Regions from separate parts of the Sus scrofa genome. Here region 1 is linked to region 2. The links are chromatin contacts, called in public HiChIP or PLAC-seq maps. All regions are on one chromosome and are shown on one strand. The core of a region is the stretch at or near the end of the contact, and the rest is flanking DNA. Distances in the headings are between cores, read along the strand shown.

Region 1 (6,830 bases), core at 3,822-6,321, 360 kb after region 2:
CCTCCCATATCAGGTTGGTGACTTGTTTGGTGCGTAACAAGGAGCACAGATGGTCACACGTGGGCCTTAGCGCCTGTTTTCCTGACCCCTCTAAATCACAAAGTACAGCAAGTTGTTGGGGGCAGGTGGGAGCTATTCTATCAGTTAGGACTTTAAGATCCATCAACAGGCCCTATGCACTGAGAGCACTGGCAATTTTCCTTCTCTTTGCTCCAGAAAGCAGTGCCTTGAACAGTTTTAATACTGACACATCAAAGAGCTGACATGAGTTGTAGATGGTCGTTAAATGAAACCTGTTTACATTCTCATCTTACTCAAAAACATGTAAGAACAAAGATTCAGAAAGTTTAGGAAGGACATAAAGATGAGGGGACAGGAGTTCCCATCATGGCTCAGCAGAAACAAATAAATATGACTTGTATCCATGAAGACATAGGTTCAATCCCTGGCCTCACCCAGTGGGTTAAGGATCCAGGATTTCCCTGAGCTTTGGTGTAGGTTGCAGATGTGGCTTGGATCCCACATTGCTGTGGCGTAGGCCAGCAGCTACAGCTCCAATTTGACCCCTAACCTGGGAATCGCCATATCCCAGGGATGCGGCCCTAAAAAGACAAAAAAATTAAAAAAAAAAACAAAAATAAAAATAATAAAATAAAAAAGCTAAGCATGCTTAAAAAAAAAAAGATGAGGGGACAAATGAAGGATGTGCTCACCTGGAGCAAACATGCTTATTAAAGAGACAAGGGTAAAGTGAGCAAATGGAAATGCTAAGTCACAAATCAGGGATTATGATTATTGTTTGATTTGAGGAATGTGTTTGGTTCCAAGTAACAGCAAACTCACTTTGGGGTGCTTTAAATCCAGGGTCAGCAAACTTCAAGGGCCAGGGGGAAAATATTTTAGGCTCTGGGCCAAGGTATCTCTGTTGTAGCCACTCGTCTCTGTCGTAGCATGAAAGCAGCCACAGATAATATGGAACAAATGGGTGTGGCTGTGCTACACAAACACTGTATTTACAACAATAGGCAGCCAGCTCCATAGGTCTAATTGGCCAACCACTGGTTTAATCCCAATGTCAACCCTTGGTTTAAACAAGTAGAACTCACTTAAGAAGCTGATCTTTCCTACCAAGTAGCAAGAAGGCTACAGCAGCTCCAGACTTCAAATCCATGTTCAAAGGTGAGAGGCAGAACAAAGAGGGTGGGTTGGAGGAAGGGCAAGTCAGCCCCATCTTTCCCTGTGACGCAAAGCAGTTTTCCCTAAAGCACCCCAAGCAAACTCCACCTACCCCACCCTGATCACTGGTCAGATGATTGGAATCAAACAATGCAGACACAACACCAGAGTCATAAGCATCTTAGGCAAATCACAATTTACTGGCTAGGCCTAGACACATTGCTTCCTTAACCAAAACTAGGGTTCTTTTGGAAAGAATGCATAACCAGCAACTAGGGGGTATATAGTTATCACTACCTGTAGCTATAGACTTTTTTTTTTTTCCTATCAGAATTCAGAGAAATGGAATGCACTCTTTCAGCTGTGCACTAATTGTCAAACAGATTGAAAAAGATAAAGCATGGCTGATTGGGGGTGGGGGTATGTAAGATAACCAGGAAAAAGTGAGTCTACCTCTAGCTCCCTGAAAGTAGCAATTTAATGGGGAAGTAAGGAGCAAGAAACCTGAATGGCAGCCAGGCTTTGTCCTGAGCAAAAACATTTAAGCTACCCATGCCTCTGATCTACAACTGGAAAAATGAGGTTGTTCAAGAGGAGGCTTGCTAAGGCATAATACCCTCAGGCTCTAACAACCTCAGATTCCTTTAAATATGTTTTCTGATCAAGCAAATTCAGCATTTAAGTATACAGTCAAAATTTCATTCTGAAAATAGTAAAGCCCAAATCACAAATGTGGAGGAGTCCCACAGAGAGTCGAGTCTTAAACTAAAGAAAAAGAATTTTATTCAAATAACTTTCACACATTGCTGAAAGACTGGCATTCCATTCAACCCTTCCAATTTCCAAGAAAACACACACGTGTAAGAAGGGTAGTTAACTTTTTTAAAACACTATAAATGTGTCTTGTAAAAATTATACTGTTTCTTACAACCACCTTAAAATAGTTCTCAAGTCAAAAATGGTAACTGTTCTAGCTAGACTACTAACTTGGGAAACCCTTAGTAACCCTTCCATCGCCACGGCTCCAATTAAGCATTGCTGAAGGTGAGATGGTGGTAATTAAATTCACTAGAAACACTGCTCAAATGATCACCCTTAACAAGGATTTGGAAATTAATGAACAAGTTAAAAAATCACTGAGGTTCCTAAGAAATACGCTTTGCAAAAGGAATCCTTTTAGCTGTTTGAGTCAAACATGGAAGAAAAAAGAAAGGCAGGTAGGGAGAAGGACAAGCAGACTGAGAGGAAGTTCTGGAGGAAAATTCTGTATAGCAAGAGTGTTCCCAATATTTTGAGGGAGAATCTTCTAGTTTCATATGCATATAATGGAGATTATTTTAATAAATTGGTCATAATTCATTTTAAAAAATACAATACAAACTAAGTGAATGCTCAAATACTCAAAGTAATATAGAAAAAGATTTTTATTGGGGGCATTTAATTCGGCAATTTAAAGACGTGTAAATGGGCAAAACTGAAAATGCCATTACTTTACGGTTCTGCAGAGCATGGCATCTGTTGCTGTGTAATTTATTTGGGTGCTAATTATATCATTTTTGTTAAAACGGATAAAATACACATCACTAAATTTAAACACATATATGAGCAAAAATGCTTTACCAAGAGCCCCACCGACTCTATCAAGTCATTACTATGTGGCAAGAACCAAGGAGGTAGAGGAGCGAAGAAGGGAGGGAGGGGAAAACTACCACCACAGAGATGCAGGGCTACTGGAGGTTAGCAGGAAGCCTTCAGTCCAGTACTGACTTAATAGGAATGCTCTATTCCGTAATGGGTATCACATCTCGCCTGCCACCAGAGTAGATAAGAGATAGCCTGCAAGTGAGAATTCTGTGAGGATTCTGTCCTGTAATAGAACAGGCAGCAGTTCTCAATCCTGACATACCAAAGGGGTTAGCAGGGGTTTCCCCAAATGCCCATTCTCAGACAGATGAAAGAACTTCCTTTGAAAAATGCTGGAGCTTTTCACCTCTGCAAAGCCTTCTTCCCTATATATTGTCTGCCATGGCCGTCTCGGCGTTTTAATCAACCCCCAGACTCTTCACCATTTGTCATTTACACCAACATACAATAAGAAAACACATTTTCAGACATGCCTTGGCATGTCTGGGATGGGATCAGCCCTCACTACTCTCAGGGCTTCGGATGAAAATGTGCAAAAGCCATCGCTTAACCCGTTTATGCAAAAAGACACACACGAAGCTTAACCTGAAATGTCCCGCACGCTCCATGTGGGCATTTCCGTCCTTCCAGCTCCCTAACATCAGTGATTGAGACTTTCAGAGGGTTTGGGTCATATTTATTTATTTATTCTAAACCCTCATGTCTCTCACTTTCCACGCAGGAACCGGTGACTCTAGCATAGCATAGTAGCTGTGACCCCACATTGGAAGGAGGTAGGATCAAAGGCAGCCTGACCAGACTTGGGAAAACATTTCCACCAAGAATGGACATACTGCCTGTCAAAAGGTTATTCCCACCGCGTTGGGACAGCAGATCACGTTACTGCAGAGTAACAACATGAAAGGGCAAAATCTGGCTAGAGTCACCCACATACATGTTTTTCTTTCCAACAAGGGCAAATGGGAGACACCAACCTGAACAGAACATCCTTCTTATCACTTGAGGGTGGGGAGGGGTGGGGGTGGGGAGGGTGCCTTTCCCTAATCAATACAGCCCCTGAGCTGCAGACACTGTTGAATTCCTTTTATATTTTCCTCCTCATTCAGAAACAGCTCACATTCAGCAAGACTTTTCTGTCTTAAACTTTTTTTTTTTTTTTTTTTTTTAAATCCGAGCAATCACAAGCTATATTCTGTGGAAGACAAAATAACTTTGGAGGCGTAAATCTTAATGTCAATGACAGGAAGGCTTTGGTGAACCATTACCATAAATCTGACAAACGCTAATTTGATGGGTGGCTGTATCTGTCTGCTGCACGGCCAGTCTAGACAGTCTATTGAGAAATCCTAAAACACAACTGTTTGTTCCCTGTAACACCATCTGGATATGGCAATAAGCGCCGACCCAGCGCCATTCACACATGGATCAAAGCACATGCTAATGCTATCATGAAGTCATACACATAAAAAATTCAATCTGAGAACTCGAAGCAATTTTCCTAAGTCTTCAATGAAGAAACCCCAGACTTAGTGCGACTCAAGCTAAGTGCATGGCGGGGGGAGAGGGGGGGAAAAAAGGAACCGAATATTTAATGAGCTTGGGCGTCCAGAGGAATGTTAGGCCACCCATTGTATTGGAAAAGGCTCATGTCACACTTCAGTCATGGTACCCGTCAGGGTGCCCCTTTACAAAAATTGATCTGAGGACCTTTGTAATTACCTGTTTCAGCCGGGGAGGCGGGTGGGCAGAGCAGATTCAGGACGAGAAATAAAAGAAGGGATCCAAGGTGTAAATCTCACATTATATTTATTAGTCTGAGCTGGCAGAAATTTTCAATATCGCACACAATATTAAAAACCTTTCTCGTTAAACAGCACTGTGGCATTAGATCAAAGAATCAAGGGCCTCCTATTGAACTCCTTTAAATATTACAAACATAAGAGCAAGTCTGGCTGTGCATAAAATAGAAACAAAGCCAACTTTTTTGTCCACTCTTATCCTATAGCTGGCTGGAGAGAAACGGGGCTTGAAAAATCTCCATCGCAAGTGGAGGGGGATGCCTCTCGAGGTAATTAACAAGGCAGAAATGAGCTGGGTCTGGTCTTCCTGAATTCTCTTCCACAGGAAATTTTCCCTCAATATGTTACCCCTTCAAAACTTTAAGCTACTCTATCAAAATGTATCACTCAACAGCACCGCTTCAGTTGCAAACCATCCCGGCACTGCTTAATCCCCGCCACCCTGTGAGCCAAATTTCCCTGGGAGATGGGAAACTGCCTCCACCCGGAGTTTCACTCCACTGTGTACTCCTACGAGCAACTGATTTATTTGCTTCTCGGCTGGCTCGTGTCTGATGGAAGAACGTGACTAAAACCATCTTATGAATCTGTTATTACTACCTTCATCTGTTTGCCGGGAGACGCTAAATATGTTATGTCTCCAATGTTCACATACTTTAGCAGAAGCTACACACAATTTCCAACCAACATGTTTTATTTTACAGCAGTTATGGTAGTTGTTTCTACATCGTGTGTGTATGTATGTTGTGTGTGTGTACACACACACACACGCACACCCCGTAAATGAATCTTTAAAATCTACTCATCGTGCCATGGGCTTAAAAAGATCCTAACAAAACCTGGCAGGAATTACATACCATCACTAGGCGCTCCGGCTATCACAGGTTGTGGCTCATGGGGCAAATTTCCCGTTTATGTGGTCGTTAAGACCACTGGTATAGCCACATAAACTAAGCAGAAAATGAGAAGGGAAACAGAACACTGAGACTCAGCAGCATGCAGATGTTTTCTTTCTACTCTACCTGCTAAAGCCTTTAACGGTAATAGAGAATAAAACATCACATTCCAGTTTTTTTAATGTCTTGAAGCCAAACAAACAAAAAACAAAAATACCCAAGCCAGACTAGTCTATAATCATTCGTTTCATAATTCTAGATACAAATTCAGTTAAAGAGACAAAGAGTGAGAGAAAATGCAAGATAAACAGCTAAGCCCTCATTTTCTTAAAATTTAGTTTGGTTTGAAATGAAGACTTCTCCCAAAGTAATTCACGAAACAAAATATATTTATCTTCTTCTCAACTGGAGTATTAGTAACATAATGCTTTTGCTTCTTAAAAAGAAAATCTACCACAGTATGAGTTCTTTCCTAAAAATCTCTTAAAATTTTAAAAATTCAGGAAATATAATAATGGCTAATCAGCTGTGCAAGTCTCCATTTATATAACTATATATTGTTATTTTCTATTCAACCTGAAGTAGAAAAATTATTAAAATGTAATCTGGAACACAAAGAAAAATGGAACAGCAGCTTAGTTTTCTGCACTGCATGTTTCCCCTGAGGGATCTGCAAAAAACCTTAAATGAGACGATAACCCACCCTTCCCCAAAGAAAGCCTTATTCCCTGAACTTCCCAATAAATAAAAAACTGTCAAGACATTAGCTATTTTGGTCTATGAGTTAGTTAATATACACCAAGATACCTTAACAGGATTCAAAAGCATTTCATTTGCAAGGCATATGTGTAGACCCATAGAAATAAAAAAGAAATACCATGTACACACATGCACATCTCAGATGATCCACCATAATTATCAGATGTTATCCTAGATAAAATTCAGGAGAAAAAGAACTGTGAACAAAGTAAGTGAGAAATTATAATCACTCGTTAACCATTTTATACATTTATATAGACTGTTTTTACAAATACAGTTAAAATCTGTATGTCATTCCCCATGTTAGACTATTTACAACTGATCATCGTGTTGTCTACCAGTAACGGCTCTCTTTCAGGCTGTGGCTATAATTCTGTAAGTTTAAAAGGGGGGAAAAAAAAACCACCCAAACATTGCTTAATGTAGCTAATCAAGCATTTTCAAAAGTTAGACTGGGGATGCAACACTGGGCAGTATTTGATGTGATTTTTAAGTGTTGCAGTGGAACAGTACTGCCATCTATTGTCAACTGTATAATAGTGCCTATGGAGCGCCC
Region 2 (7,289 bases), core at 765-3,264:
ACATATAAAGTCTATAGTGACCTTGATAAATAAGGTGAATACAAAAGAGAGTGACAAAAATTTGGAACACTTTTTTAGTAATCACATATAAGGAATGTTACCTTTTACTTCCTTTTTGGAGCCAGAATTTTCCAATCAGAAGCTGGAAATAGAACAAGAATGATTGGAAGGGAAACTATAGGCTGGAATGGGCAAGAACACTTGGTGCCTCTGTGCGTGTGTGTGTGCATGTGTGCGTGTGCCTGTGTGTGTTAGGGCTAGCTAAAGGAAGAGGCCTACAGTCTTCCTGCAGGTCTTCCTTCCTCTTCTGCAGCATGAAGGAGATGCTCCCCTTGCAGAAGATCAGAGCTGTTTTGCCAAACCACTGTCCCTCTTCCACTGCCAGCCTATCTAGCAGAGGTGACCAAGTTGTGCTTAATGAGCCACCACACCTGCAGGGAAGACAGCCAGCCTGGCTTTAGCATAGGCATGAGGTTGGGAGCTGGGATCAGACCCAGGAGAATGACAGAGAGCAGAGGAACCTTGGCCCTCATGGCTGGGCATGCTGGAGATGGCAGAAAGGTCAAGGAGGGTAGAAGGTGGTTGAGCTGAGGGCCTGCATCTGCCTGTTGATGGCAAGAACTCAGTGGGGCATCAGAGACTGAAAATGAAAAGTCCACATTCTTCTTTGACTTGGGACTGAGGCAAAGGCCAGCCTGCTGCTTGTTCTTTGCCCACCGGGATTGATTTTGGGGGAAAGAGCATTCTACAGCTTATGGATATGGGTGGCTGGTGCGGGATGTAGAATATAGAGAGTGTATCCAAGGGCAGGAGCCTAAAGTCTTTGATTTGGCAAGCCGACTTCTGGGTATACATCTGAAAGAATTGAAAGCAAGATCTCAAAGAGATCTTTGCACATGCATGTTCATTGCAGCCCTGTTCACAATTGTCAAAAGGTGGAAGCAACCGAGACATCCACTGACAGCTGAATGGGTAAGCAAATGGAATATTATTAAGCTTTGAAAAAGGAAATCCTGTCACACGCTACATGGATAAACCCTGAGGATATGCTAATAAGTAAAATAAACTAGTCACCAAAATACAAATATTGTATGTTTCCACTTACGTAAGGTATCTAATGTCAATAAACTGAGAGGAAGTAAAATGGTAGTTGTTAGAGGCTGGCGGGAGAAGAAATGGAGAGTTGTTCAATGAGGAGAGTTTAATTTGCAAGATGAAAATGTCCTAGAGGGCCGATATAGACAATGTGAATATAGTTAACACTATTGGACAGTACAATTAAAAATGGTTAAGGTGGTAAGTTGCATGCTGTGTGGTATTTTAGTGTGTGTGTGTACGTTTATCACAATTGAATAAAAAGCTCCCCCAGACAGGTGGTTCATGAGGAGCATGGACAGTTTCTGTGGGAAGAGCTGCAATGGGACCACCAGAAGTAGTTTTCCCCGGGAGTAACAAGGGTGGAAAAAGTCGGCAGGTGTCTACCTGCTGTGGGAGAATTCATACATTTAGCAAAACCAAGGCTGGCTCTGGGGCTGTTTCTCTTTCAAGAGCAGCCCCAGCAGGCCCCATTCTTGGGCCTCCTCCTTCACTCACAGGGAAGTAAACAGAGATGGGAGGGTCCCTGTTCTGGGAAAAAGCTAATCAAATGATCCAACTGCTCCTCCTTTGCAACCCCGAGAGAGGTACCAGGAAATACACTTTTGGCCGAGAGAAGACCAGCCATGAATAAGGGAGGCTGTCACGGAAAGACGCCCCCTCCTCCCAGCCCCATCCAGACCTTAGCCTTTGCGCTGACCCAGAGTAGGTATCAGCCAGGGGGCTGGAGTTAGCCCCAGGCTTGGGGAACACAGGCTCCAGCCTTCCGCCTCTGCTCTTTGGAAGAGAAACTGTCTTCTCTCCCTGTCCCATTATTTAGTGTTTGGGAAAGGACCCAGAGTCAGCTAGGAGGCAGGGAGCTGGGAATCTCTGTGAATGTGGGTTGTGGCATTCAGAGAACAGTTACGGAGCTTGTAAATCCAAACCCCCACGAATGGTTTCCTGAGGAATTCCCAGGTGACACTCTTGGCTGAGATGGGAGGGAGGAGTAGGGGCTGCCGAGAGATACCCTTCTCCCTCGTTGGGAAGCAATGTTCCTGTGACCCTATTTCAATCTTTGGTAATGAACCATTTCAGAACAACTGAAGTCACTGGAGTCACTGATAATTACATAAATTTTCTTCTCTTTTTTCACTTAAAACGCTCCAGTCTCCATCCACCAAGGCCCATTTTTAGTAACACGTTGAATCCTGCCAACATCCTGGGGCTGATTTTGTCTTTACACTTCTAGGAATTTCCGAGGACGTGGGGGTTCAGGCTGCCAAGCCGGATGTGAATGTGTGTGACCGGCAACGAGCTTCTAAGGTCTGAAGATTGGGAAGGTCAAGGGTCAATCTCTCCTAAGCTCCAGAGAGCCAGTTGCCCCCTATTGGGCCCTGTCTCCTGAGTGCTTCTCCTCCAACCTCTTGAAAACAAGATCCCCATTTCACCTCGGCCACAAGGTGATCCAGTGCCAGGAGTGTTTTTAGTCACTCTAACCAGTCCCCAGGGCCATATCAATGCAATGGCCAAAAAGGCAAGAATTTGGAACTCTGAAACCCCCAGAGACAGCAACAGGACTCTGTGATGATGTGGTTTATGGAGTCTGATTTTTAAAAATCTGACATACTTACAACGAAAGATGCTGTGGAAAATAATTGGACTTACCCCAACTCCTCTGCTATTTATTGCTTTGGATGGCACTAAGGTTATATCACAACACAGCCATAAGGGGAAGAGGCTTTGGAACAACTGAAACACAAAGTAAATCTGTAGTTAACCCTTTGTTCAGTGTCAGCGATGACGCTTGCCTAGTGTTTGCAAAATACTGAGACAAGATGAACAAATATAAGGAATTTTATGGCCTGCATTGAGGCTACACTCATGTTATATAGACCATGGGGTCTCTAAGAGCCAAGCCCTACTCTGGGTTGTGCCCCAAGTTTGAAGACGCAGATCCTTTCCCTCCTATGGCTAAAGGTCTACCATGCAGGCTTGGATATCTTCCTTTAACTTCTTTTCCCTGCAGGAAGTCAGCCCAGAGAGGCAGGTGGCACTACGCCTTGTTTGACCATGGATGACTTTACTGTGGGCTTGTGTTCCAGGACCTCAATATTTGCAGCTCTTAAACTGCCATCTCAAATCTATTACAGCTTGTGGGTGAAGCTAATAAAACTCCTCGAAAATTAAGACAGTTAACTGCAGCAGGACAAAATCTGGCAGCCGTTTCACAGTCAAGATTCTGCAGTTAGAACTTTAATTCCCGCTAGCCAGGTGGACACCTGGCTAGTACTTCCAAGGCTCTTCTGAGAAGTTTGCAGAGCCCGAGGCCAGTGGATCATGGCTCAGTCAATGGTATTAGATGTGAAATTGCTTTCCGGCCATGAGTCCATCTGTAGTTAAACAAGATAGGCTGACTGTGCCAATAATTTGCTCAATTTTGCACAGCCATGTTTAAGGATGCAACAAGAAATCTGCTTTTAGATCTCTGGGGAACTTTCAAATCAAAGACATCAGAGATCAAAAGCCCTTGAAAAAGCCATCTGGGAACTTTTGTGTGCTGACAAGTTTGCTCTTGAAGCTCACAAAAACACTTGCAAGATGACAAGCAGATACTAAGGACTTCTGGGAAAATTTTGTACTGCACTATGGTCTGATGAGACGCCAGAAGCTCTCTAAGGTCATATATCACCCACACAATGCCATACCTGCACCCATCCCCCAACCACATGGTCACTGGCTTTCATGGAAAATATTGCTGACACCTCCCTGATGATGGTCCAGTGTCGCACTGGTTTACAAAGAAATAAACTAAGCAACAACTTTAGAAATAGCCACCACTGGCTAAATACTAGCCATGTACGATTTTGCTGATGTTTTAGCATACACTATGCAATTGATTATAATAATTTTATCAGGGGGTATTAATATTTCATCTCATAGACAAGAAATAACTTGTCCCAAGACATAGAGTTTTGAAGAGATGTCATCCAGATTTGAAAGCAGGTAGGTGAGGCCTATCCAAAATACTGTCCCCGCCCAAAAAATCCAGTGACTCTAAAGAAATGTTATTCTTCATGTTTGAAAGCTAAATCTATTGGTTGTTTTTAATGTTCTTTTCAGCAGTAGTGGCACACCTCTATTGCTCCATCACATCCCAATCATACCTCTTCTGTGTGAGGCCCTCCCTACCTTCTCTGGGCTCAAGTGCATGTCTTTCTCTCAATAGCACCAGATATTTTATGCGGAACTTCAGTATCAATATAATATTATTTTAATTGTAATTATTGGTATACTTGTCCATCTCCTGTTAAAAACTGAGAATTACTTGGGGGCAAGATCCATGTGACATAGTGTATGGCACAGTTAACCCTTAATTATCTATTGCTGATGGATGAACAAGCAGCTCAGATCCCTAAGGAGGGATTTTCAATAGTGTCAAAAGTATTATGGAGTTCCTGTCATGGCTCAGCGGAAACAAATCCAATTAGCATCCATGGGGATGCAGGTTCCATTCCTGGCCTTGCTCAGTGGGTTAAGGATCTGGTGTTGCCATGAGCTGCAGTGTTGGTCGCAGACGCGGCTTGGATCCTGCGTTGCTGTGGCTGTGGTATAAGCTAGGGGCTACAGCTCTGTTTCTACCCCTAGCCTGGGAACTTCCATATGTCGCAGGTGTGGCCCTAAAAAGATTAAAAGAAAAAAAAAAACTATTAGAATGAACCCTTTGAAATTTATCAATGTTTTTAGGTCAAAAAGAACCAACTGTAGGCACTTTTGTACATTTCAAACTAATAAATCTATTACAGTGGATGTGACTATGCAGAAATGTGGCTGGTTTTTAAACAGATGTATTAAAATTCACACATCTAAATGAATTCTTTGAAAACCTGCTGTCACACTTTATTGAGAATCTCATTTATTTTTGTAGTTCTGAAATATATAGTCCTGCATATTTACTCAAAAACATCTGGTCCTTGGAAGTTCTTTTATTCCACAAGGCATTTGTCACCAGATGTTTGGTATGCTTAGGAGGGCATTATTATATAATGGTGACGTATGATATTCTGTGTGTCATCTTAGACAACTTAACTTCTCTGTTCCTTCCTAATCTGCAAGAGCAAGATTTTAATAGTACCGGCCCCATCTGCTTGTTGTAGGAACTAAATGAGGTAATGCATACTGCTTAGAACATAAGTTCTGGACATATTAAGAGCAAAATGAATATTTGCTGTTGTTATAGCTACTATAGGATTGGTCAATATGGAAGACACATGTGTTGGAATAGCAATCGAGTGGGTGAGTAGCCTGTAATAAATATTAGATAAATGAGTAAAGTGATCACAACAAAGACTATATTTCTACCCTGATATTTCCCTGATAGAGTATGTAAGTTTTCCTATAGAAAATGAAGTAAATTAAGAATGCACATATTTTGCAGTGTCCTGGGTGTCTGATGTCTTGTCATTTATCCCAGCCCTCAGATTCTTGCTAGTGTCCTTTACAACACCATGACTCTTATTGTACAAATCCATGTCCAGCTGTGGTATTTGAAAATAATCAAACTTGCGTCACCAATTCACTTCTTCCTTTCTTTCCCCTCAAAGTCCCTTTCTTTCAAACAATTTGAAATTCCATTACTAAATTTCCTCTTGCCTTTTAAATATATTTCACATTGTGTTACGTATTTGTGGTTGAGATAATCACATGGATCCATTTGTTTCAAATTAAATCAGTTTAAGCTACAAAAACTCTCCAAGTGTCTTGGTAAAGGCCTGCTCTGTATGCAATATGGGCAGAGCCTGGAGCCAAACAATTAGGGACTAATTTGTCAGAATCACAACGTGCTCTCAAATTTTGTGCACTATCTGTCTAAATTCCTATCTAGAGATAAAGCTCAGCTTCCTGGAAGTTCAACACAAGCCAGTAGCAAGGGGTATGTTAAAGTTAATGGGACCACTCCTAAATTATAACCAGATTCAGGACCCTTTTTTAGTGTTCCATGTTGAGGACTGCCTGGAATTGTTCCTAAACCAACTGCAAGTTTGGGGCAATTAAAGAAAGAAATTAGGTCCAATATATTCTCTGTTGCAGGTCATGAAATGAAGGAGAAAAGACAAGCTCTAAAGAGCTATAAGACAGGAAGCAATCATCAGGAGAAGAGTAGCAAGAACTGCCCAAGAAAAACACAGGCCCCAACTTTATTCAAACCCAGGTGAAAACAAAGGGTCTATTTCCACATTTATATGCATAGTCACATTTTATATACATGTATTTAACTTTCCATAATGCAGATGGAAATTCAGATCCGGTTTTTGAAGTTTAGTTTTAAAAAATTATTTGTGTAGGAATTCAGGTTAAAGAATGGATGGCAGGTATGTGGTGACATGTCACTTTCTGGGTTTTTTAAAAAATATATTTTAAATATTTTATGATTTATAATTTTAAAAATAGGCAAAAAGTGAGGATATGAACACAAATGTGTGAAAGGGATGTAGTCCATTTGGCAGAATTCACCTGTCAAGGGAAAAGACAGAGGAAAAGAGGGAAATGCACACTATTATGCTGTTACATTTACATGATGAATAGTTATCATGCCTACTGCCTCTAAGTTTACAAGAACAAAAGAAATGCAATATTGTCCACAAAACTGTGAAAGCCTCTCCCAGACACTTTCGAGACCTGAAGTGTTTGTTTTATTCTGTAAAAGAAGCCCTGGTGAAAGCCACAATTAGTTTCTAAGAAGAGGAATATGAGGAGTTCCCGTTGTGGCGCAGTGGTTAACAAATCCGACTAGGAACCATGAGGTTGTGGGTTCGATCCCTGGCCTTGCTCAGTGGGTTAAGGATCTGGCATTGCCGTGAGCAGACGTGGCTCAGATCTGGCGTTGCTGTGGCTCTGGCGTAGCCTGCTGGCTGCGGCTCGGATTAGACCCCTAGCCTGGGAACCTCCATATGCTGCAGGAGCAGCCCTAGAAAAAAGGCAAAAAGACAAAAAAAAAAAAAAAAAAAAAAAAAAAAAAAAAAAGAAGAGGAATATGAGTGCAAGGAAACATCTTTCTGTTCTTGTGGCAGTGGCCTTGGGAGAAATACATTCATCAGCCACGTTTTGCACTGTTTGGGGCCCTGCAGCTTTATCCAAAGCTTTTGTACTCTTGGGATCCTCCTCCCTGTCCACACCACCACGTTATCACTTTCATCCATCCAACTCCACAAAAG

What was found. HiChIP or PLAC-seq counts read pairs in DNA pulled down with a chosen protein or histone mark.
Region 1: an H3K27ac HiChIP or PLAC-seq map of skeletal muscle shows a contact between it and region 2, with 14 times the contacts expected there. The contact joins two enhancer-like sites. A contact is called at or near these places in 1 of 47 Hi-C or Micro-C datasets (skeletal muscle) and 1 of 2 datasets of contacts at active chromatin or transcription factors (skeletal muscle).

What each region holds. Positions count from the first base shown.
Region 1 is chr16:33,449,545-33,456,374 of Sscrofa11.1, forward strand. All of the region lies in intron 1 of ARL15 (ADP-ribosylation factor-like protein 15), which reads right to left. Among named protein-coding and RNA genes, the nearest start is that of ARL15, 120 kb to the right of the region's middle. Within about 2 kb of position 5,072, at least 6 of the 83 cell types and tissues checked have an H3K27ac peak or open chromatin away from gene starts, as enhancers often do. A contact at or near this core is called in skeletal muscle, where this site is marked.
Region 2 is chr16:33,087,682-33,094,970 of Sscrofa11.1, forward strand. No RefSeq gene overlaps it. Among named protein-coding and RNA genes, the nearest start is that of NDUFS4, 220 kb to the left of the region's middle. Within about 2 kb of position 2,015, at least 7 of the 83 cell types and tissues checked have an H3K27ac peak or open chromatin away from gene starts, as enhancers often do. A contact at or near this core is called in skeletal muscle, where this site is marked.